Regions from separate parts of the Mus musculus genome. Here regions 1, 2, 3, 4, 6 and 7 are each linked to region 5. Evidence: chromatin contacts called from public HiCAR-type, HiChIP or PLAC-seq and promoter capture Hi-C data. All regions are on one chromosome and are shown on one strand. The core of a region is the stretch at or near the end of the contact, and the rest is flanking DNA. Distances in the headings are between cores, read along the strand shown.

Region 1 (2,700 bases), core at 176-2,675, 760 kb before region 5:
ACTTCACTATTTCTATCTAAGAATCATCTCAGTGTTCCCTGCAAAGCTTCCAAGATTCATTCCATTTTAATTTGTACTGACCCTAGGGCCTATTCTTAAACCAAAACTGTGGCCAGAAGATGGAAGAAACTGTTTGGTATAATTCATCCATTTGTCCCACAACTAGAGAGGAACCTGGAAGTGATGGGGCTTTAAGTTAGCTCTGTGTCATTGGGATTGGTGACAGGTGAGAATAAAGGTCCAAAAGCCAGCTGCAAGCATCCACTGACTTGTAGACCATTGATGTCACTATAAAAGAAAACCCAGATACATTCTGGGAAAGATGCTCCGTCATACAAGGATATGATGTTGTATTATGATGTTGTATACACAAGGATAAAGTAGGGTTGTCCCAGCTCTTGTGGTGTACAGGGTCATGTCTGTAAGCATACCTGTGACTCTTTCTTCCTTAAATCATGAATGGATTTCTCCCCCAGCTTCAGTTCTGAGCTGTTGCCTCATCAAAAGGACTGTATCCTCCCTCCTTTTTAAACGGGGAAGTATAAAATAAATCAATGAAGTGCTATCTGAAGGTTAAAATGAAATAGAAAAGAAACCACAGTTTTGCCTTTATAATTTGATGTTTTGGGTAGAAGGAGAAACTGGATAAGAGAGACAAAGGGAAGGTTTTTTTAAAGCAAGATTCTGGCTCCTCTCATAAATAGCTTATTAACTCCCTACTGCTGCCTAAGAAGAAATTTGCCAGTTCAGTCAGATGGTTTGCTATATCTCAGTGTGTCAAAGGGACCCAATTCCTAGTCAGACAAATTTCATCAATGCCAGCCATTTAGCAAGAATCAGGAAAAGTGCTACCTAGATCTCTGGGGACTCCTGAAACTACAACCTGTTGGTAAGATTGTCTGACTTTTCTAATGGAAAAACTGCGATTCCTTCAACTGGAACACAAAGGGCAGAAGCATGCTTTAGAATGAGTTAGTATCCTTCCCCACATCAAATCACAAGGCATAAATTTTACTCCGTTTCACGGCTAAATCAGCAGGTGTCTCAGGAAACTAGACTGATCGTGGCATGACCCAGAGGGATCCTTCTTTTTAAGAGTTCAGCCCTGTGCAAAGGAGATCCAAGTCCTGGAAATGCCCCCTGGCTTCCTATGGAAGCTCAGCCTGAACATTCAGTCTCAGAAAGCTGGTTCCAGCCTCCTCATCCTGTCTGTGAGGTCCAGATCCTGGGCAGATGTCTCTCACCATATGCTGGAGGTGATTTAACAAGGCCAAGTGGGCAGCCTGGCCAGAGGCACTCTGGAGCTCTGGGTTACGCCTAGCAAAAGCGCACTGCTGCCGCCTGCCCGGCTGTCCCAGCCTGGCCGCTCCTTCCTGGAGAAGAGACAGCAGCCGCGATTACAGATGCCAAGCAGCGGAAGATATTTTTAAAGCTGCAGCATCTGGCTCCTTGGCAGCCTTTATCCGCTGGTGGGCTGGGTGTTTTGGAGTCGCCTCTGGGCACTTCGCATGGTTTGGCATCTGATTATTGTCTGGGCCGCCTTTTAGAGCTGAGCTGTGGTTGTGGGGTGGGGGATCCCTGACACCCACTGTTGGTGGTGACCTGGGTCTCCCCTCTCAGTGACATCAGTATGTTTCTGCATCTTTTGCGGTTTTTTTAAACTTCCTTTTTAAAAAGTGATAAAAGAAAGATCATTTCCCCTCTGCCAGAGTGGTTTTGAATGGATAGAGCCAGCAGCTCGCAGCTGCCCAACGGTGCCCACACTGGCCTCTTTCCTACTGACTCAAAACAGGCTTTCTTGGCATTCAAACTTCCCTCAGGCTTCACTGTTCCTCTAATGTCTCCCTGGAGAGGGAGGGGTCTACTTTTTCTTTCTTCCTTCCTTTTTCCTTTTAATCCTGTTTTTGCAAGAGATTCTGAGACTTCCTGCACATGTCTAAATACTCTCTCTCTCTCCCTCCCCCCCTCTCTCTCCCTCCCCCTCCTCTCTCTCCCTCCCCCCCTCTCTCTCTCTCTCACACACACACACATACACACCACCCACAAAGAAGGAAAGAGAAAGAAGGCAGACAGGAAGGAAGAGAGGGAGGGAGGGAAGGAAGGACAGAAGGAGGGAGAGAGAGAAAGGAAGGAAGGAAGGCAGAGAGGGAGGGAAGGAAGGAGGGAAGGAGGGAAGGAGGGAAGGAAGGAAGGAAGGAAGGAAGGGAGGAAGGAAGGAAGGAAGGAAGGAAGGAAGGAAGGAAGGAAGGAAGGAAGGAAGGGCGAGCAAGCGAGCAACACTGAATCATCTGGCAAGTTGTATTAACACATGAAACTCAAGAAGAATGAAGACTGAAGTGTGGACACTTTGCCCCTCCTTAGATTTGGGAACAAAACACCCATGGAAGGAGTTACAGAGACAAAGTTTGGAGCTGAGATAAAAGGATGGACCATGTAGAGACTGCCATATCCAGGGATCCACCCCATAATCAGCATCCAAACGCTGACACCATTGCATACACTAGCAAGATTTTATTGAAAGGACCCAGATGTAGCTGTCTCTTGTGAGACTATGCCGGGGCCTAGCAAACACAGAAGTGGATGCTCACAGTCAGCTAATGGATGGATCATAGGGCTCCCAATGGAGGAGCTAGAGAAAGTAGCCAAGGAGCTAAAGGGATCTGCAACCCTATAGGTGGAACAACATTATGAACTAACCAG
Region 2 (2,700 bases), core at 193-2,692, 570 kb before region 5:
TAAGAAAGACCCTTTTTAGCTATAAAAGCATATACTATCTTCTTTGGATTCTGGCTTAGAAATTACCTACTATGGTCAGAAATGTTTACCCAAAACTCTCTCCTCAAAAACAAGTAAAACTTATATGGAGTAAAATTTATAAACAAGAAAACAGAAGTATTACACACACACACACACACACACACACATGCACACATTACACACCTTTGCACATGCACACATGCACACATTATGTACATGCACTTCCACTTTCTCCCCTGGAATTAGTTTTCATTGAACATGAAGACACTTTTCTACTCATTTGGATTCTATTTTTACTTCATTCACAGGAAGTGATGACTATACACTCAACACAAACAGAGTTCACTTCATGGGGTGAAGAATTTTCACTCTGTAAATAGATTTCAAAATGAAAGAACCTTTCTTGCTCAGCACCATCACATGCACATTAGGTTCCATCATGTGCACAGTAGATACCATGTTACACAGAGCGGACCAAGTTATGTTCAATAGTGTGTGACCAGATCGCCAGTATCCTATCAACGCAAAGAGGAATTCTTAATCTAACTTGTTTGGAAGCATGAATGTACTCGATAGTATCTTGGTAAGAAGAAATGTTTACCACCTAGACCTCAGAAGTCAGAGGTGACATGGAATGAGTTTGGACTTTGCTTCCTTCACACTGTCTTTCAGTTTTAAAGTTATAGAATTTCATTTTCGTGAGTGTGTGTCATTGCAGTGGGTTAATATGAAGGTGGAAAGATACTCTAAAGGGAGACCAGCATCACCGCCCATCACAGGAAAGATTCTAGGAAACAAATGGGTAGCCATAGGCTTGGAATCATAGAATGTCCTAGTTGTGAGGGACCTTAAGTTCCATTTAATCCAAAATTTAGATCCCACGACCTGGATGAGATATGTGTTTTGTAATTGTGAATGGACTTTACTCATGATGTACTTCTAGTTGTTTATGTTAATAATGAGAATAATCTGTATGACAGTCTCCCTTTCTTTGGATGTTTGTATGATGCTTGTTAATCTATTTTCGGTAAAAACATGTAAGAGAAAATTGCAATCGAGCATTGTAATCTGAAAAAAAAGTAATCTGCAATTATTGGATTGATTGTGCTTTTGGCAGTGAAGTTGTTATAGTTTGAAGTTTTTAACCAACTTGAATATGTCCCAGAGTTTACACAGGGTTGTTTATAGTCTCACTAGAGACAATCTATCTGCTTCTTTGTCCTGACATTTTATATGGATGTCATGAACCAACATCAAGACAACATAAGTAGCAAGCACTATGGATTTCATTACTCACTCCAAACATGGGAATTGCAAAATATCTTTCTTTAAATATTTTCTCACTGTGGTGCAACTGTGGAGGGCCAAATTCCAGCTTAAATAAAGTTTCAATCTAACCAGTTGGTAGGACTGGTGGCCCTAGTAGAACTCTTTCTAGGTTTGGGCTGTGTTTTGGCTGCTCCAAGTGAACCCCTCACTTCTCTGTTTGGTGTGTGTATATGAGACATGGGACATTCTCATGCTGCCATCTCTTTTTTGAGCCATCTCTGTGAGATTCTGTACTACTCAGCGCTTTCCTGCTGCTGATAATCTTCTTATATGATATCCTATCAGCACAATCCCTTTAAGGAATTATCTTTCTGTTTTGTTCAGTCCTTCCATTCTGGTTTCTAAATGTTTGTTCTTTTCTCTTAAATAATTCTTCTAATGGAGACTGCATGTGGTTATGAGGTCAAAGTCAGTCAGTAGTCAAGGCAAGAAGCTACTGCTGTGGAACTGGTCCTGACACAAGCTATTCCATTGTCAGCAACTCCTCTGTGGGCAGCTTGATGGAACACTGCAGAGGGTAGGAAGACACTTGCACTGTGATTTCTTTTCTTTCTATAGTGCACATAGAAATAGTAGGGTTTGGGGGGTTTCTTCGAGAAAATTTGCAGATTACTCAAATATAGGTGAAAGAATCTCAAGTTTGCTCATTTTGGCATAATTTTAAGACAAACGTGTTAGTGTTGGATCTGGGCCTGTGATGGGTGAATGAGTGTTTCAGTGAAATGACATAAGTCTGTGTAATTTGGAGGGTAATGATGCCTTAGAACAAGAATAAATCTGGAGCCATGGAAAGACTCCATATTCTAGATGAATGCATGCTTCCTCTTGTGACTATGAAAAATGAAATTAAATCTTTATTTATGTGCATCTACTTGAGCAACACTATACGGGCTTAATTTATCATATATTTCAGAACCAGTGGTATTAACCTTAACCTCTTTACTCACATTGCATATGATATTTAATCCATCATCTTTGTTTTAAACAAACAATACACAAGCTGTTCCTGGCATTGGTGTTAAGCGGATGGCCCATCTGGAGAGCAGGAATATAGATCATGAGCATAAGAGAATTGAAATTGTGTACAAGGATGGATTTGCATGTGTAAAACCTTTCTGTTTTACCATCCTTTTTTTTTTTAAATCAGATTATTTCATACTAGGTGAAATAACTCCCTTCTCCTTCAGTCTAACCTATGTGTTCTGTTGGAGAGAGAGAGAGTCCTTTCAGTGTGACGGGAAGAACAATTGAGTTTTGAAAGATAATTAAATAATGGGCCACTACGGTTTTTGTTGTTATTGTTGATATTAATTTTTGCTGTGGTAGTCCGTGCAGCAGGGCAGAGACAGC
Region 3 (2,700 bases), core at 176-2,675, 610 kb before region 5:
AGTCTGTGTGCCAGCGTCGGAATCTGGGGAGTTTTAAAGAAGGGTAGGTAAATACAGAAGGCTGCAAAACTTCAGGAGGGAGAGGAGGAGGAGAAAATGAGAGTTTGGAGGAGACAGGTATACTTTTTCCCCCTCTAGAAGAAAAGAGAGTCTAGAGAGAAAGTGTTGAGTTTTTTTTTTTTTAAGGAAGAAAGAAAGAAAGAAAGAAAGAAAGAGAGAAAGAAAGAGAGAAAGAAAGAAAGAAAAGAAAGAGGGAAGGAAGGAGGGAAGGACAGAAGAAAAAGAAAGCTGGAAGAGCAGGCTTGTTGGCAATGTGCCAAACCCTAAAACCACCCCCCCCCCTTCTGCCAAAACAATACTTTAGCAAACCTAAAATAATTGCAGGAAGCTCTTTTCCATCTTGAGAACTATTACCTGGGGAAGGGAAAAGTTGGGATCCACAAAGACGCACCCTTGAAGAGTGTGTCTGGGGAACAGGGACTCAGATGTTAGTCCTGGGCTCCCATTTGGGGATACAAACATATCTCTTTCCTAAGGGGGCAACCCTTTCACAGTTTTCCTTCTCAGTATACAGAAAAATGTCCCAGCTAAACCACTGTTGTTTCTGACGTGACAGAACTTTTTTGGGCGTTTGTGTTTAAACCCACCAGCTCCTGGGTTCTGGGAGAGAAGAGCGTTCGCTCATGACTCTCCTCCTTGCTTTCTCCAGACACCTCCTCCCCCGCAATCTGGGGAATCTTTGGGGTGATCTTCCTATCCCCCCCACCCCCAGATTCTGACTGCTATAGAGTCGTAGCTGAAAAGTTAGCAGGCTTTTGTGCATATTACCTCTCCCGACGATACTATTCCCATAGAAAGCTTCGCAGGAGAGATTACAATGCTTTTGAGCTTTACCGCATTTCAGAGGAAGGGAGGAAAAGTTACCTAGAAGGTCTGATTTTTTACAAGAAATTTGCATACATGCAAATGTAACGCGCGCCCTTCTCTGGGGTTCCTAGGGAGCCCAACCCGCGGCCCACGGGGGTGCGGGGCGCCCCGACAAAGTTGCCCCAATCCTCTCCCGACGTCCGCGGAGGGCTGCGGCGCGGGTGGGGGGATGGGGAGGAGGAAAAGTAGTTTTGTTTGCTTAAGCACATCCTGTGGCAGCCTATAGCCGCCCGGAGGACACGCTGAAAAAACCGCTCCGCGCCGCGTTCCCGGGGACCGCGCCGAGCGGGGCGGGGGGCGGGGGGCCGCGGGAGGCAGCGAGCGCGGAGCGAGCGGCGGGCGGGCGGGCGGCCCTGCAGGCTGGGGACCGGTGTCAGCGCCGCAGCCGCCCCTCCCCCACCCGGCTCCCCCCCACCCCGCCCCCCCACCCCCACCCCACCCCACCCCCACACCCCCGCGGCGGCGGCGCGAGCGGGCGGCGGCCGTGCGGTGCGGTGCAGAACGCGGCGCAGGCGGGCGCGCGGGCAGCTCGCGGGCACCCGGCCGGCCGGCGCGGGAGCGGGAAAGGGTGCGCTATGCCTTTAACGCCCGCGTACAGTAGACAGTATAGTGGAGTGTAGGGAAACTCTAGGCGGGGTTAAAGTTCAGCGCGTGGAGCGGCAAGAGCGCTGGCTGCTGCAGTTGAGCCGAGTTGGAAATGTGAACGCAAGAAGCAGGCTTGATTTTTTATTCCTCCCCCCCTCCTAGCTCTCTCCTCCTCTCTCTCCCTCTCGCACCCACACTCACGCACACCTCCAGCCCGCACACAGACGTGCACGCACCCCCCGCCGCCCGGCAGTTATGTATTCTCCGCTCTGTCTCACCCAGGTAAGCAGCTGCGGGGGCGCGGGGCGGCCGTGTGCCTCGGCGGGAGCCGTGTCTGCGCGTGTTTCTGTGTGTGCGCGCGCGTGTGCGGGGGGGGGGGCTGCAGCTTTAAGAAAGTAACTTTGTTTCCATGCGGGTGCATTCCTCCTGCTCGGCCATTTGTGTGGGCACATGGCTAATGGCGCCCTCTTATTAATGCGTTAATTAATATCGGGGCGCCGGACTGCGGAGCTCCGCCGGGGCTTGCGGGCGCCCCGCACGTGTGTCCGCGGCTGCAGCCCCTGACACGCTGCAATCTGGACTCTGGCGGCTGCGGCGCGGAGCGCGGTGCCCGCGATTCCTCCGCTCCAGGGAGGGGCGGCTGAGCCCCGCAAGCCCCGCACGCCGGCTGCACCCGGGGCGCCCTGGCTGCCGGGGTCCTCCCGCGCCGCCGCGCCCCCCGCCGACGCCCCGAACTCTTACTTTTGTTTTGTGCCAGCTTTGCGGGCCGGCCCGGGCAGCGCCCCTCGGACGCGGCGGGCGGGCAGTGCTAGCCTTAGTCCGTGGGCTGCGGAGACGCACTCCCCGCGCCGGCCCGGGACCTTGCTGTCCTTGCCTCCTGCCCGCGACCCCCAGGCGAAAGTTTCGGGGTCTGGCGAGCCCACGCCGCGGAGGCCACAGAGCCGCCAAGGCCGCGGGTCGGGCCGGGCTGGGCCGCTGCGGGCGGAGTGGGACTCCGGCTCGAGGGCGAGCGGCGGCCAGGGCCCGAGTCGGCTGCCCCGCCGCCGCCGCCGCCTAGGCAAGCCCCGGGCGGCTCAGCCAGCAGGACCCGGCAACTTTCCCTGCAGCCCCACTCGCGGCGTGGGGCCTGGTGCCCCTCCGCCTGCCCCTCCTGCCCGAGCCTCCCAGCCCATCCCTCCCGGTCGAGTC
Region 4 (2,928 bases), core at 7-2,506, 730 kb before region 5:
TCTCTATGTCCTATATGGTGTTTAATATAAACACTCCATTTTTTTCTTTAATCTATCCAAGATCAATACTAAAATCTGTAAGCAGTGAGAGGTGGTGGCAGGAGAGCTGGCATTTCCAGCACAGCATCATTAATGAAACACTTTGGACAATAGTTCTCTTCTAAACAACCCAGCAGTCAGCACTGCTGCCTCTCATTTAAAAAACCTGAAGCGTAGAGAGACCACAGGAAGTGGCCAAGGTCGGGACCAAGGATGAGTCTAGAGATCCCAATATGATCTCATGTGCATATGTGTCATATCCCATATCAACCTTCAAGACTCGCCTCAGCCTTCCCTGGGGTGGATCTGGAGGTCATTGTCAGATCTGTTCCAGGTAGACAGGAGGTAAATGATTCTTTTTACTCCAGATCAGGTACCCTCATAGCAACAGTCAGAAATGACCTCATGTGTACTGATCAACCGCAGGAGAATGTGGAACACCCATACACAATATAGAGACTCTTGAAAGTAACATAAAGAAGACTGAACTACTTGGCTCCACCTTTGAGTTGTTGGGCTTGTCATTAACGGGAATGACAAACCCTAACCTGGAAGTACAGGGTCTAGATGGAGGTGAAGGGAAGACATTTCACATAGCCAAGCACAGCCTCCTGTAATGCATCCTTGCAAATATCTCTGCAACTCCCAAGTTCCCCTTCTCCACAGCTGCTGATGTCTCTCTCCTCTCCCTGCAACCTCTATATCCCCCATCATACCCTTGCTACCTCCTCTTCATGGAGAGCAATTGGCATTCACCTCTGTCGGCATGACTGAGGGAAGTTAAAAATATTCTTTGGGATCCATTTTCTTTTAGGACTTGGGAACTGTTAAAGGAAAAAGGCTAAAAGCTCTTGGTTTTATTATTCCTATCCAGAAATAATGACATGATAGTTTAGTTTCCTGTTCTAGGTTCTTTGCACAGTTCATCTTTTATTTCAGAAAAAAACTCTTCAAGGGCAAATGATGGTCCCCATTTTACAGAGAAGAATATTGAGATTTAGAGGAATCAAGTTATTTAGAAGATCAAGTTTACTGCTTCAGAATACCCAAGTCTAACTCCAAAAGCACCAGCTGTACCATATATAGAAGAATCAGGAAGAGTAGAGCTCCACCTCCCAGCCAGCCAGTTCAAAACAGCTGCAGCTCCACGCCCCATCCCATTTCCTCCAGCCAGAGGGGAAAGGAAGCTTGTTACCTTTGAGTCTATAGACCCACTTCCTGAAGCAGCCTGGGGTGCTGAGTACACACATGGTGGGGCTTCCCCATGCCTGTAGACCTGCCTAACTGCCCGCTAGCCACATCTGGAACATATTTTAAATTACCTTTAACCACAACTGCAAAAGACTCGTGTGTGTGTGTGTGTGTGTGTGTGTGTGTGTGTGTGTATGTGTATGTGTGTGTGTGTGTGTGTGTGTGTGTGTGTGTGTGTGTGTGTGTGTGTGTGTGTGTTGTATGTGTATATAAGTTTAATATATTAAGCAAGTGACTTGGAGTATTTGCTGAAGCTCTGCATGGGAGACCTATGTCCCCACTTCCTTTACTCTCCCTAGCTCTGCACAGGAAACCTGAGCTGCTTCATGTGGAAAACTGGGTATGAGAATTGTTCTGAGGGCATACACAAACTCTCACGGCTCTTTTGGAATGTGACTCTATTTTAAGTGAGTACTGGGAAATGGTATAGGATGAGCCGAAATCAAACAATCAGCTTTAGAACCAAAGTGACCCAAAAGGGAGTCCTAGACTTGCTGGATAGATACTGCCAGGAAGATCCCAGGACAGTCATTTTCCCCGGGGCCCCATCCCATAAGAGGGTTGCTAAGGAAGAGTGAGATAGTGCAAAAGTAGATGTAAATGATCCTTTCTGACTTTTCCAAAGACAACTTCTCACTCTCTTCCTGCTCCTCTTAACACTGGGGTCATCCCCAAGTGACATCCCTTGGGATGGTAGTTTAGGATTAGCCACGTTTGAGTACTGTTCCTGCATTTATGAGCTATGAAGCAATCTCTGCTTTGTATTTATTTTCCCACATATTAGATGAGCATAGCATCACTCATTCTCAAAACCCCTTAGATAAGGAATCCTGTAGCAGGTAGACCTTCACTGAAGGAGCTCAGCTTTCTTCCAGAAGAAGAGGTAGGTGAAGCTTGGTGTTTGTCCAAAAGCAAAGGGGGGGGCAGAAATAAATCATTTCTAGAGCACATTTGTATAACAAAAGTATCTGGACTGTAGGGGCAGGGATCTTTAAGCCATCAGTCTATTATCTTGGGCCCTGAAGGGTTCCGTACTGTGTAGTGGTTTGCCCATAGTCTATACCTGGGTGGGGGGAAAAAAACTAAATAGGATGGTATTACCCAAGACTGACATCCTGGACGATTCTCCGAATCAGAACCCAGGAGGTGGTATTCCATACCAGAAGTGTCCACTGAGGAAACAGGGATGTGATAAAAATAACTATTAGCTCATGGCATGGACATGTGAGGGAATATAAAATTTAGTCTAAAATCAGCCAGGCTCCTGCTGTTGGCCAGCGCTTACCCTGCAACTTCCCAGCAACCCATCATCCAGCCAGCCCCATCCAGACCCAATCCAGGGGCCAGCACTGCAGACAAATGTCTCAGCTTTACCAGGGCCACAAGTGTATCTTCATGCCTACACTTCAGAAAGAGTTTTCTCATTCAGATAGATTCTCAAGGTAGCTTTCTGACCCAGATCTTGAAAAGCAGCAGCCATCAGACCCCTCCTGATTAACTTGGAAAATGAAGAAAACCACACATCTTTGTCCAAAATGTGGCATGATATCCAGTTTTGGGCCTCATTCAGTCCTGGGGCTCAGGCTTCTTGAGGAACTTTGCTGGTTGCCTTCTTCCTATTCTTCCCCTTACCCTTTG
Region 5 (2,700 bases), core at 54-2,553:
CTTGGGCCACCACTGCCTGGCAGATTCTCTTAATTGTAAGATTTTTCTTAAGACTCTTTCTTGCTTCTGCAGGTTTGAGGATCTGTACACAAATGTCTGAGGCACTGTGTCAGTACCCAAAGTTTTGTTCAAACATAGTTTTTTGAGTATAACACGAATTTCACCTTGTTGCTCTGCGGTGCGCTAATGTAATAAGACAGTTCACCCATTCCTAAATCAGATTTCTCATCTGTAAATAAACACCCAACGAAACTGTTGTGGTAATTAAATTAGCATAAATGCTCCCTTAAGTTGGTAGTCACTGGTATAAGTATGTTTTAGACTTAAATTATTTGCTCATTCAAAAGCCCCCACCCCTAACTATGGCCAGTTGATGGCTGCTAAGTTAGAGAGTCATAGGTTTAAGTCCCAGGTAAGGCAACCATGCTTCAGCGAATAGCCCCATACCACTGTAGATATGAACAGCACATATCTGACTCCCTGTGTTAGTTTTCTTTTTTTTTTTTAAGTGTGTGTGGTAGGGGTCGAGGTTAAGGGGGAGTGGGAGGGAAGACAATGTAGAAGGAGTTTGAGGTTGAATATGATCAAAATCCACTGGGTGAAATTCTCACAAAGAACTAATACAAATATTACATTTTAAAACATCCAAGAGGATCTCTAATTTTAAAACATAATAATAAGTTGTCTAAAATCACAAAGTGAAGCCATCTGAGGATGGCTGTAGGTGATATATGTTACGTTAATGACAAGTGAGACACATGCATTGGTTCACTAGTAATTACTTGTCTCCCTCAACACCTGCAAACTTTCAGGAACGCGTCGAACAATTTTCGCATCTTTTGTGTCTGGGACACAACCTAGATGTGTGTGTGTGTGTGTGTGTGTGTGAGTAAGTGGGCAAGCCGGTAAAATCCATGGTCAATCGGAGAAGGAAGTGCCAACCACTGATCGGTCCAGGGAAAGCCCACGGTGCTCGCCCTTCGTCCCCACAGCCCTCCTCACCTCCCGGGGTCCAATGGTCACTAGAGCCACAGCGGAGGCCACGGTCCCCATCCCACAGCCCGGGGTCCAGCTGACCGCCTGAGAACGGCGGCTTTCCGGAGGATATTGTCCCACCCTGAGGTCCTCACACTTGGGTGTCTCCTCGCCCCCGACAGCGCCAGAGGCAGCAGCCCCACAGTGTCCCGCGGCGACCGTCACGAGCCACAGGGTGCGGAGAAGGCCCGGAGGCCCCGCCGCTGGGGAAGCCCGACCCGCGGGCCAGGCGGCCGCCATGTTGGGCACCGCGTCCTCGCGCTTCCGGTTCCGCCTCCTAGAGAAGGAAGGGCCTTAAAGGGGCCTGGCAACCGTGGCGCAGCTTAGGGCTTCTAAAGGCTACTCCCTAGGATAACTTGGCACAGCTACATCAGCGAGGTTTTCGAGGGTTGTTGTTGTTGTTGTTTAAATATGTTCGCTTGTTATCTTTGAGCAGGGACCATCTTAATCTCTGTATCGTTCCAATTTTAGTATATGTACTGCCAAAGCAAGCATGGAAACTTTAATAATAATAATAATAATAATAATAATAATAATAAAAACATGCCCATGTCCCAGGGAGACTGCTCAGAGTGTAAAGGCACTTGTTCCGGAGCCTGAAAATTATTTAAATTCAATCCCTGGAACCCACATGATGGAAAAAAAAAAACGGATTTTCACATACACACACACTTTTTAAAAAACTGAATAATTATATAAAAAAATACACGTTTGGGAGTCTTCTCTAGTAGCTTCCCTGAGAACCCTCACAAGGAGACAGAAACTGCTCCTTCTGATGAGCCCCAGCTCCTGGTGGGCACCAGTGTTGATCCTGGAGGCTCTAAAGGATGAGGGTTTCCCTAGGGTTGGAAGAATTTAGATTTAGACTATCTAGAAGTGACCCAAGTGCAATTCTAGATTGCTGTAGACATTATATAGTGGACAAGTGTTCGAGGACAGAATATTGGGCTGAAGAGATGGCTTAGGAGTTGAGAACACTTGCTGGTCTTACAGAGAACCAGGTTAGGTTCCTAGCACCCATGTATTGGCTAAAGCCCTGTAATTCCAGTTCCAGATTGAAGGTCCCCTTCTAGCCTTCTCAAGCTCTATGCACATATTTGGCTCCATGGGTAAAATCCTTTGTTGCTCTGCCTGACAAATGAATTCAATCCCTGGGACCCACAAGGTGGAAATAGCAGACAAAACACTCACATGCATAAAATAAAAATAAATATTGAAAAAGACAGAATATCAGTTATACATCTTACACAATGATAAAAGAACCTTTCCACTTAACTACTACTTGGACTCAGAATGTTCTAGTGATTTTTTAAAATACAACATAAACCCAAAGGACTAAAGGAAGCAATTCTGTGCCTCAGGATTATTGAAATTATGATAGAATTAGATGGTTTCCTGCTGAGTGCAAGAATACTGCTGATCTGTGTATCAATTTTAATACAGATTTAAAACAATTACTTAGAACTGCTGATGCTTTGCTGATTAATCCCATTACTGGATCTATTTTATGGCTTTAGTGATTATCTTTATTCTCTTCCACAATATGTAAATTTAAAAGAATTAAAAGGATTCTGTAAGACAGCAATGAAACTATAAAACTTTTGACTCCTGAGCTGGGATAGTGGTAGAGTTGCCTAGCAAGCACAAGTCCCTGGACATAGTCCC
Region 6 (2,916 bases), core at 260-2,759, 840 kb before region 5:
GCACTCGGGAGGCAGAGGCAGGGAGATTTCTGAGTTTGAGTCCAGCCTAGTCTACAAAGTGAGTTCCAGGACAGCCAGGGCCACACAGAGAAACCCTGTCTAGAAAAAACAAAACAAAACAAAACAAAACAAAACAAAACAAAACAAAACAAAAAAAAACAAAAGGAATATCAGTATGCATTAACCTTCTGCTGTTATTGCTAGCTACATGAATGATATCACAGGATTTCATTTTCCTATCTGAGACCTAAGACTTTGCCTAGCAGTCTGCTTAGGAAACCCATTCCCACAAGCATTGTGCCAAGGATGATAATTCTCCCCCAGGGCAAATCTACATGCCTAAATCACTCCCTAAAAGCAAGAAGAAGAAAGCTGGTTTGAAAGGGCTTGTTTATTTTGTCACTTTTCCCACAGGCAAGGGCATTGCAGGCAATGGTGAGTAGGAAAATGAGACTATAAAGAAATATCTGACAGTGCTTCCTTAATCGTGGTCCACATCTGCTGATCCAGCCAAAAGTGAGGGGGCAGAGGTGAACTTTGCTATGCCATGGTGAATAATGCAATCATACGTTGGATACCAAACTACATTTAACTGCCATATAAATCCTGCCTGCCTCCATACCACACCTCATTATCTCACAGGAAATGTATAGTTTCCACAAAGTCAAATATGCTCCGACCTGTGCCTCTGAAGCTGAGATGGAGATGCAGGGCTGAGAATCATGTGCTTGCTGCACCAGCAGTCCAGCTTCCCTGGAACACATAAGGAACCCTACGCAGACATCCTTAGCATTCACTTGTCATGGGCCATCAGGCAAAACACTTGAACATGCTGCTTTAGAGCTGCCAAATAGAAAATGGGAGTACTCCTTCCTGCCTTGAAAATTAGGAGGTACAAAGATCTTAGCAAATCATTCAAGGTCAAAATCAAACCTATAGCTGAAGATCTGGATGAACATTGACACAAAGTCTGTCTTGACTCACAGTGTCCTTTCCCCCAAAACAACAACAAAAAGTCCTGTCTGTATTTGTATCATTATGGTACTTTGGTCGAAGCAAACTGGGCTAAATCAAACCCTTAGCAATGGCACTTGCTATTTAGGGCCTCTTATTCTCAACAGGCTGAGTTATGCAGATTCCCGAAGAGGATGAAAAAGTGTCAAACGGACACAAGTGTAAATGTCCAAGCCTGATTCTAAAGAACGTGATGAGGTAGCAGAAATTGTATAAGAAAGTGCAGGGGAAACTATCTCGACCTCTGGAGGGGAGAGGAGGGCCATCCGGCAAGCGCTCTGCCTGTGTTCAGAAGGGGAAGGAGCAGGTTGGGTTGGTTTTGCCTTGTTGTCAGCTGCAGGAACTGAGAAGCCCTGTCCAGGTTCAATGCTCCATTCTTAAAGTGGTGAACAAAATCCCTCTTTGTTCCCCAATGAAACTTATCTCTGAAGAGCTGAACCACTTCCTGTGAGATACAGCCCTGCAGATGTGTCCTGCAAGACCCACCCCACTGCTCTGTCTTCAGTCAAAAGGGCAAGAATGATCACTTTGTACTGCTGCCTGAAAACGACACTGACTCCTCTGATCTCAACTGGGGTTACCAAGTGGATAAAGCTTCCTGCTCAGAAGAGAGTCGAAGTGAGTGTCTGTGTGTGTGTGTGTGTGTGTGTGTGTGTGTGTGTGTGTGCCTGTATGTGTGAGTTTCTGTGTGTCTTTTTGTGTGCCTGTGTGTGTGCCTGTGTGTGTGCTTGTGTGTGCATCTAAGTGTGTATCTGCATATGCATCTGTTTGTGTGTGCCTATGTGTTTCTTTTCTTCTTTTGTTAATTTGTTTAGTTATTTATAGAGCTAATAAAGGCAACAAGGAGGGTCAATGCAGCCATGTTTTCCAAACAGTATTTTGTGGAACGTGTCCAAAGATTGGAAGCACTAGCAGCCTGAGGCAGGGGATGAACTGAGTGAAGGCAGTAATTTGCCCCTGGACCCTTCCAACTGCCTGCTGTCCTTTGCTAATACCAACAGTCAAAGAAGTTCTAAAATTTGATGTGTCAAAGTTAATAGCATTTCATCGCAACAAAGACTTGTTTAGATATAAAACGTTTTGTTATGTAACCTACTACTCTGGGGGTTACAGATCCATCTAAAAATCTCCCCCTTCTTCCTGATAACACAGAGCTTCATGATTCTGAATCATTAACTCCAAATCTGGTCTCAGTGTCTTCCTCTATAAAATAAGGTGGTCCTAGCAGTATATATGGCTAGGCTTAGTATACTAACTGGATACTCCAGTTGAACATGTCTTCACATCTATTAACACTGACAAATTGTTATCAATGCACTTTTAGAGTCAGACTCTCTCTTTATCTTGGGAAGTCAAAAGTGATAAATATAATCTTTCATGGAGAAATCCACAATCTGAGTTATAAACAGAAACGAAACAATGAGAGGTAACATGTCTTGAACTTAGCAAGTGGCAAGCTGTTATTTCAAATTATACATTTCCTAACATCTTCCTCTGGGCACTGTTGAACAGATACTAGCCTCAAAGTTGCCTCAGAACTTAAGAAAAATGCACTTTTACACAGATGGAAAGATACAATGAAGACACCATCAAACATGTTACAAAATGCTAGAGAGGGATCAAGGACCAACAACAGTGTCCAGAAGTGTTCTAAACAGCCATCATATGCTTTTCTCTTCAGAGATGACTATGAAGAGCTTTAGCGAGGAGGATGAGCATTTCCACATTGATAGCCCTCTTCTTGGCAGCCCTAAGTTTAAGGTTCATGGAAAAAAATATCCCTTGTATTACAGCACATACACCTCACACATGTCAGGAGAGGAAATGATGACCCAGCCATTCAAGTTAAATGATGAGTTAAAAGTCCACTAAAAGGAAGTACATCTGGAAGCCTGCCCAAGC
Region 7 (2,892 bases), core at 356-2,855, 710 kb before region 5:
AGGCATTGACAGTAGGATCTTCAGGGCCATACCAGGGCCTATAGCATGGTCATGGGAAGATTTGGCTGAACACAGAACAGGACATAGTCTAATATCCAAGTATTTAAATATAGCTGGCATTTTTCTCACTGAAGAATATAAGCAGCTTTGGAAATATATACTTGTTAGTGAAGAGAAGGGTATGTGGTTGGAAGAGCCCTTGCCTGTTATAACAAATGGGAAAACAGAGTGAGCACTTCCTTCCCACCTACAGCTTCCACTTCCCCAAATTAACATGGAGGCTTCCTCTAAGCTGACAATTCACCTGAACCTCTGAGCTCACTGAGCAGCCATTCATGGACCATTTCCTCCAATGGGGTAAGAAAGTGCAAGTAACACCTTGACTTCAGTGGCCAGATCTCTCCCTCTCCCTCTCCCTCCCCCTCCCCCTCCCCCTCCTCTTCTCCCTCTCCCTCTCTCCCTGCCCCCTCTCCCTCTCTCCCTGCCCCCTCTCCCTCCCCCTCTCCCTCCCCCTCTCTCTCCCCCTCTCTCCCTCTCTAATCTTGCATGTGAATACATGGATGTGCTCATTTCTGTATATATTTGTACATATCATTATATGTTCATTCATACATATATGTATGTGTGTGTGAATGTTCCAGTGCCTCCTACAGGCTGAGCTAGTGCTCTACCACTGAGCAATCCCACTCACCTTCCCTGAGAACCTTCGACATGGGACCTACCCTAGATTGGCACATTTGGATTGTCAGATATAGTGAGCATAGGTACAGTGTTGAATAGCCGACCTCTAGAACTCACTCACCTGATGAGCTGAACACTGATGCTATTGAACTGTCAACCGGACATTTGCTTGGTTCCTAGACTGTTTGTGGCAACTACCAATCTCCTGTTTTATTACAAGAATTTGATGTTGAGATATTGTAAGAGTGGAACTGTGCAATCTTTCTCACTTTATCACATATATTTCACTTAACATAATGCTTTCAGGGTTCACAGCCTTCTTTTAAAGGCTAAACAGCATCCCATTGCATGAATACGAATCTCTTCTTTTCCACTTGTCTTTCGGGGGACATGATATTTCTGCATCCTCCTCACTTTGAATATGGCTGTAGTAAACTAAGGAGGGTTAATATCTCTCTGATATCCTGATTTCAAACCTCTAGGATAAATGGCCGAAAGTGTTGGATCCCGTGGCAGTTCTGCTTTTAACTTTCAAGGTACCTTCACACTGTTTGCATTCACACTAACACAGCGCGGGATTCCAGTTTCTCTGCATTCTCTCTTAACTCTCTCCACATCGTCTCCTAAGCCTCTCTGCTCTCTGTTCTCCAGAGCGACAGTGTCCCGGCAGCCCAGCAGAGAAGGATCAATCAAGTCACGGTTAGCATAGGTCTGAGTGTCCGTTCTCTATGCCCCTGCCCACACCAGCTGCGTCATGGCTTTACGCAGAAGAATGAGAGATTAGAGACCGACCGTGAGAATCCAAAGCTTGCAGAACCCCTCAAAAAGGGGAAAAGCCTTTGTCATCAAAGGAGTTAATGAGCACACGTCTCTGCAGGAAGCCCTAAAGAAATGAGTGTTCTGAGTGTAGAACATTCACTTTACAGTAGGTGGTGTTATTGTTACATGCTCATACAGACAGTACTAATTAACAATCCTAAAGGCCACATCATTAAATTATCTTCAGCTTAAAGCCCTGCAATGTTTAGCACATCCCAGCAATTCAATTATATTCAAGGCAGTAGCCTGAATGTCAGGTACTCTTCTGTGGCCAGCGAAGAGCAAGCAGCTCTCAAAAGCAGATGAACCCCAGAAGGAGAGAACAGCTCTGACACACACACACACACACACACACACACACACACACACACACACACACCCTTGTCCCTCTTCCCAACATACATGCTAGATGGGAAGCAAAGATAAATTTCAAAGAAAATGCAGGAGTGAAACACGGACCTTACCAATTCTATATGTAAAAACAGGAAGACTCTGACAAGATCTTTAAAATCTGACATGAAAAATCGGCTCACTGCCCTCCCATCTCCTCAAGGTCCCCTGTCTGCATTTTCTTCTGAGCCTTCCTACCTCCCTTGTGATTTCTGAGCACAGCACACTGTGTCTGGGGGTTGAACTTGGACGACTTTGTAGCTTGTGGCTGGGCTTTCCCTGCAGTGAGCACTCAAAGGAGAGCACAAAGCTGTTCTGTTCCTCACCCTAGGAGACAGTTCCTGTGCAGAAAAGGCTTTGAGAGAGAGAGAGAGAGAGAGAGAGAGAGAGAGAGAGAGAGAGAGAGAGAGAGAGAGAAGTGGGCTCAACCTCATTTGACCTTCCCCATGCAGATGAGGTCCTGTGTGTAGGCTCAGCGCATCTCAGCAGGCCAAGTGACCTCCATTGGCAGGCAACACCGTGACACAACCTCTAGGTCGAAAGCTGCCTGTGGAAGAGGAACATCTATGGGTCCACTGATTAGCACACAAAGAGACAGACAGAGCCAGCGGGCAGCTGGCTAGCCAGGACACTCATCTGCAGGCACAGAAGCAGCAGACAGAGCCATCTGCCTCAGTTTCTCTGAACTATCTCCCTTAGTCGCCATCTCTGTAGAAACCATTTCAGCATCCATCCTTACTCCAGTACCACCCCAGTGTTCCTCGGGAAGATCCCACAAGATCCTTGGGGTCAAGCAACATATGAATCTACTTATCATGCTCCATTACAAAGAGTACATCCCAGTAAAGATTTCTGGATGGTATGAGAGCTGGAGAGAAGGTTGAGGGACAAACAGATGACAGATAAATGGCCAAAGCACACCAAAATGATCTTGCTCCCCTCTGTGGGAACTGAATCCTCCCCTGATAGTACCAAGATGGATCCTGGCTCTCCAGAGAGGAA

Evidence for each region. Promoter capture Hi-C pulls out the DNA fragments that hold promoters and counts their contacts. HiCAR-type assays count read pairs that join an accessible place to other places. HiChIP or PLAC-seq counts read pairs in DNA pulled down with a chosen protein or histone mark.
Region 1: a contact with region 5 is called in an H3K4me3 HiChIP or PLAC-seq map of embryonic forebrain, with 6 times the contacts expected there. The contact joins the enhancer-like site here to the promoter of Tm2d1 in region 5. A contact is called at or near these places in 2 of 39 promoter capture datasets (cranial neural crest and hippocampal neurons) and 8 of 115 datasets of contacts at active chromatin or transcription factors (astrocytes, bone marrow-derived macrophages, cardiomyocytes and 4 more).
Region 2: a contact with region 5 is called in an H3K4me3 HiChIP or PLAC-seq map of bone marrow-derived macrophages, with 5 times the contacts expected there. The contact joins the enhancer-like site here to the promoter of Tm2d1 in region 5. A contact is called at or near these places in 6 of 39 promoter capture datasets (the 3T3-L1 cell line, the C10 cell line, embryonic stem cells and 2 more), 8 of 115 datasets of contacts at active chromatin or transcription factors (the NIH/3T3 cell line, bone marrow-derived dendritic cells, bone marrow-derived macrophages and 5 more) and 1 of 9 other capture datasets (adipose tissue).
Region 3: a contact with region 5 is called in a promoter capture Hi-C map of hematopoietic stem and progenitor cells. The contact joins the promoter of Nfia here to the promoter of Tm2d1 in region 5. A contact is called at or near these places in 14 of 39 promoter capture datasets (the C10 cell line, the HPC-7 cell line, cranial neural crest and 9 more), 1 of 15 datasets of contacts at CTCF or cohesin (the NIH/3T3 cell line), 20 of 484 Hi-C or Micro-C datasets (B cells, CD4 T cells, CD8 T cells and 13 more), 27 of 115 datasets of contacts at active chromatin or transcription factors (the SCID.adh cell line, bone marrow-derived macrophages, cardiomyocytes and 18 more) and 5 of 9 other capture datasets (adipose tissue, embryonic stem cells, liver and 2 more).
Region 4: a contact with region 5 is called in a promoter capture Hi-C map of hippocampal neurons, with 7 times the contacts expected there. The contact joins the enhancer-like site here to the promoter of Tm2d1 in region 5. A contact is called at or near these places in 5 of 39 promoter capture datasets (the 3T3-L1 cell line, cranial neural crest, hippocampal neurons and 2 more), 4 of 115 datasets of contacts at active chromatin or transcription factors (embryonic forebrain, forebrain, large pre-B cells and 1 more) and 1 of 9 other capture datasets (adipose tissue).
Region 6: a contact with region 5 is called in an H3K27ac HiChIP or PLAC-seq map of thymic regulatory T cells, with 7 times the contacts expected there. The contact joins the enhancer-like site here to the promoter of Tm2d1 in region 5. A contact is called at or near these places in 2 of 39 promoter capture datasets (cranial neural crest and hippocampal neurons), 7 of 115 datasets of contacts at active chromatin or transcription factors (the NIH/3T3 cell line, bone marrow-derived dendritic cells, bone marrow-derived macrophages and 4 more) and 1 of 9 other capture datasets (liver).
Region 7: a contact with region 5 is called in a HiCAR-type map of astrocytes, with 3 times the contacts expected there. The contact joins the enhancer-like site here to the promoter of Tm2d1 in region 5. A contact is called at or near these places in 5 of 39 promoter capture datasets (the 3T3-L1 cell line, cranial neural crest, hippocampal neurons and 2 more), 10 of 115 datasets of contacts at active chromatin or transcription factors (astrocytes, bone marrow-derived dendritic cells, bone marrow-derived macrophages and 6 more) and 2 of 9 other capture datasets (adipose tissue and pancreatic islet).

The regions. Positions count from the first base shown.
Region 1 is chr4:97,617,421-97,620,120 of GRCm38.p6, forward strand. It overlaps a transcript of Nfia not described here. Among named protein-coding and RNA genes, the nearest start is that of E130114P18Rik, 34 kb to the left of the region's middle. Within about 2 kb of position 1,426, at least 90 of the 459 cell types and tissues checked have an H3K27ac peak or open chromatin away from gene starts, as enhancers often do. A contact at or near this core is called in astrocytes, embryonic forebrain and hippocampal neurons, where this site is marked.
Region 2 is chr4:97,814,854-97,817,553 of GRCm38.p6, forward strand. The region is part of intron 2 of Nfia (nuclear factor I/A); the gene reads left to right. Among named protein-coding and RNA genes, the nearest start is that of Nfia, 39 kb to the left of the region's middle. Within about 2 kb of position 1,443, at least 10 of the 459 cell types and tissues checked have an H3K27ac peak or open chromatin away from gene starts, as enhancers often do. A contact at or near this core is called in liver, where this site is marked.
Region 3 is chr4:97,776,201-97,778,900 of GRCm38.p6, forward strand. It overlaps Nfia (nuclear factor I/A), which reads left to right and starts at 1,426. Exons shown (of 11, transcript NM_010905.3): 1 at 1,426-1,794. The coding sequence starts at 1,768. It overlaps Gm38709 (a long non-coding RNA gene), which reads right to left and starts at 1,223. Exons shown (of 5, transcript XR_003955232.1): 1 at 829-1,223; 2 at 1-23.
Region 4 is chr4:97,656,510-97,659,437 of GRCm38.p6, forward strand. It overlaps a transcript of Nfia not described here. Among named protein-coding and RNA genes, the nearest start is that of E130114P18Rik, 73 kb to the left of the region's middle. Within about 2 kb of position 1,257, at least 48 of the 459 cell types and tissues checked have an H3K27ac peak or open chromatin away from gene starts, as enhancers often do.
Region 5 is chr4:98,381,962-98,384,661 of GRCm38.p6, forward strand. It overlaps Tm2d1 (TM2 domain containing 1), which reads right to left and starts at 1,304. Exons shown (of 7, transcript NM_053157.2): 1 at 1,109-1,304. The coding sequence starts at 1,275.
Region 6 is chr4:97,542,767-97,545,682 of GRCm38.p6, forward strand. No RefSeq gene overlaps it. Among named protein-coding and RNA genes, the nearest start is that of E130114P18Rik, 40 kb to the right of the region's middle. Within about 2 kb of position 1,510, at least 41 of the 459 cell types and tissues checked have an H3K27ac peak or open chromatin away from gene starts, as enhancers often do. A contact at or near this core is called in neural tube and thymic regulatory T cells, where this site is marked.
Region 7 is chr4:97,674,591-97,677,482 of GRCm38.p6, forward strand. It overlaps a transcript of Nfia not described here. Among named protein-coding and RNA genes, the nearest start is that of E130114P18Rik, 91 kb to the left of the region's middle. Within about 2 kb of position 1,606, at least 36 of the 459 cell types and tissues checked have an H3K27ac peak or open chromatin away from gene starts, as enhancers often do. A contact at or near this core is called in adipose tissue, astrocytes and forebrain, where this site is marked.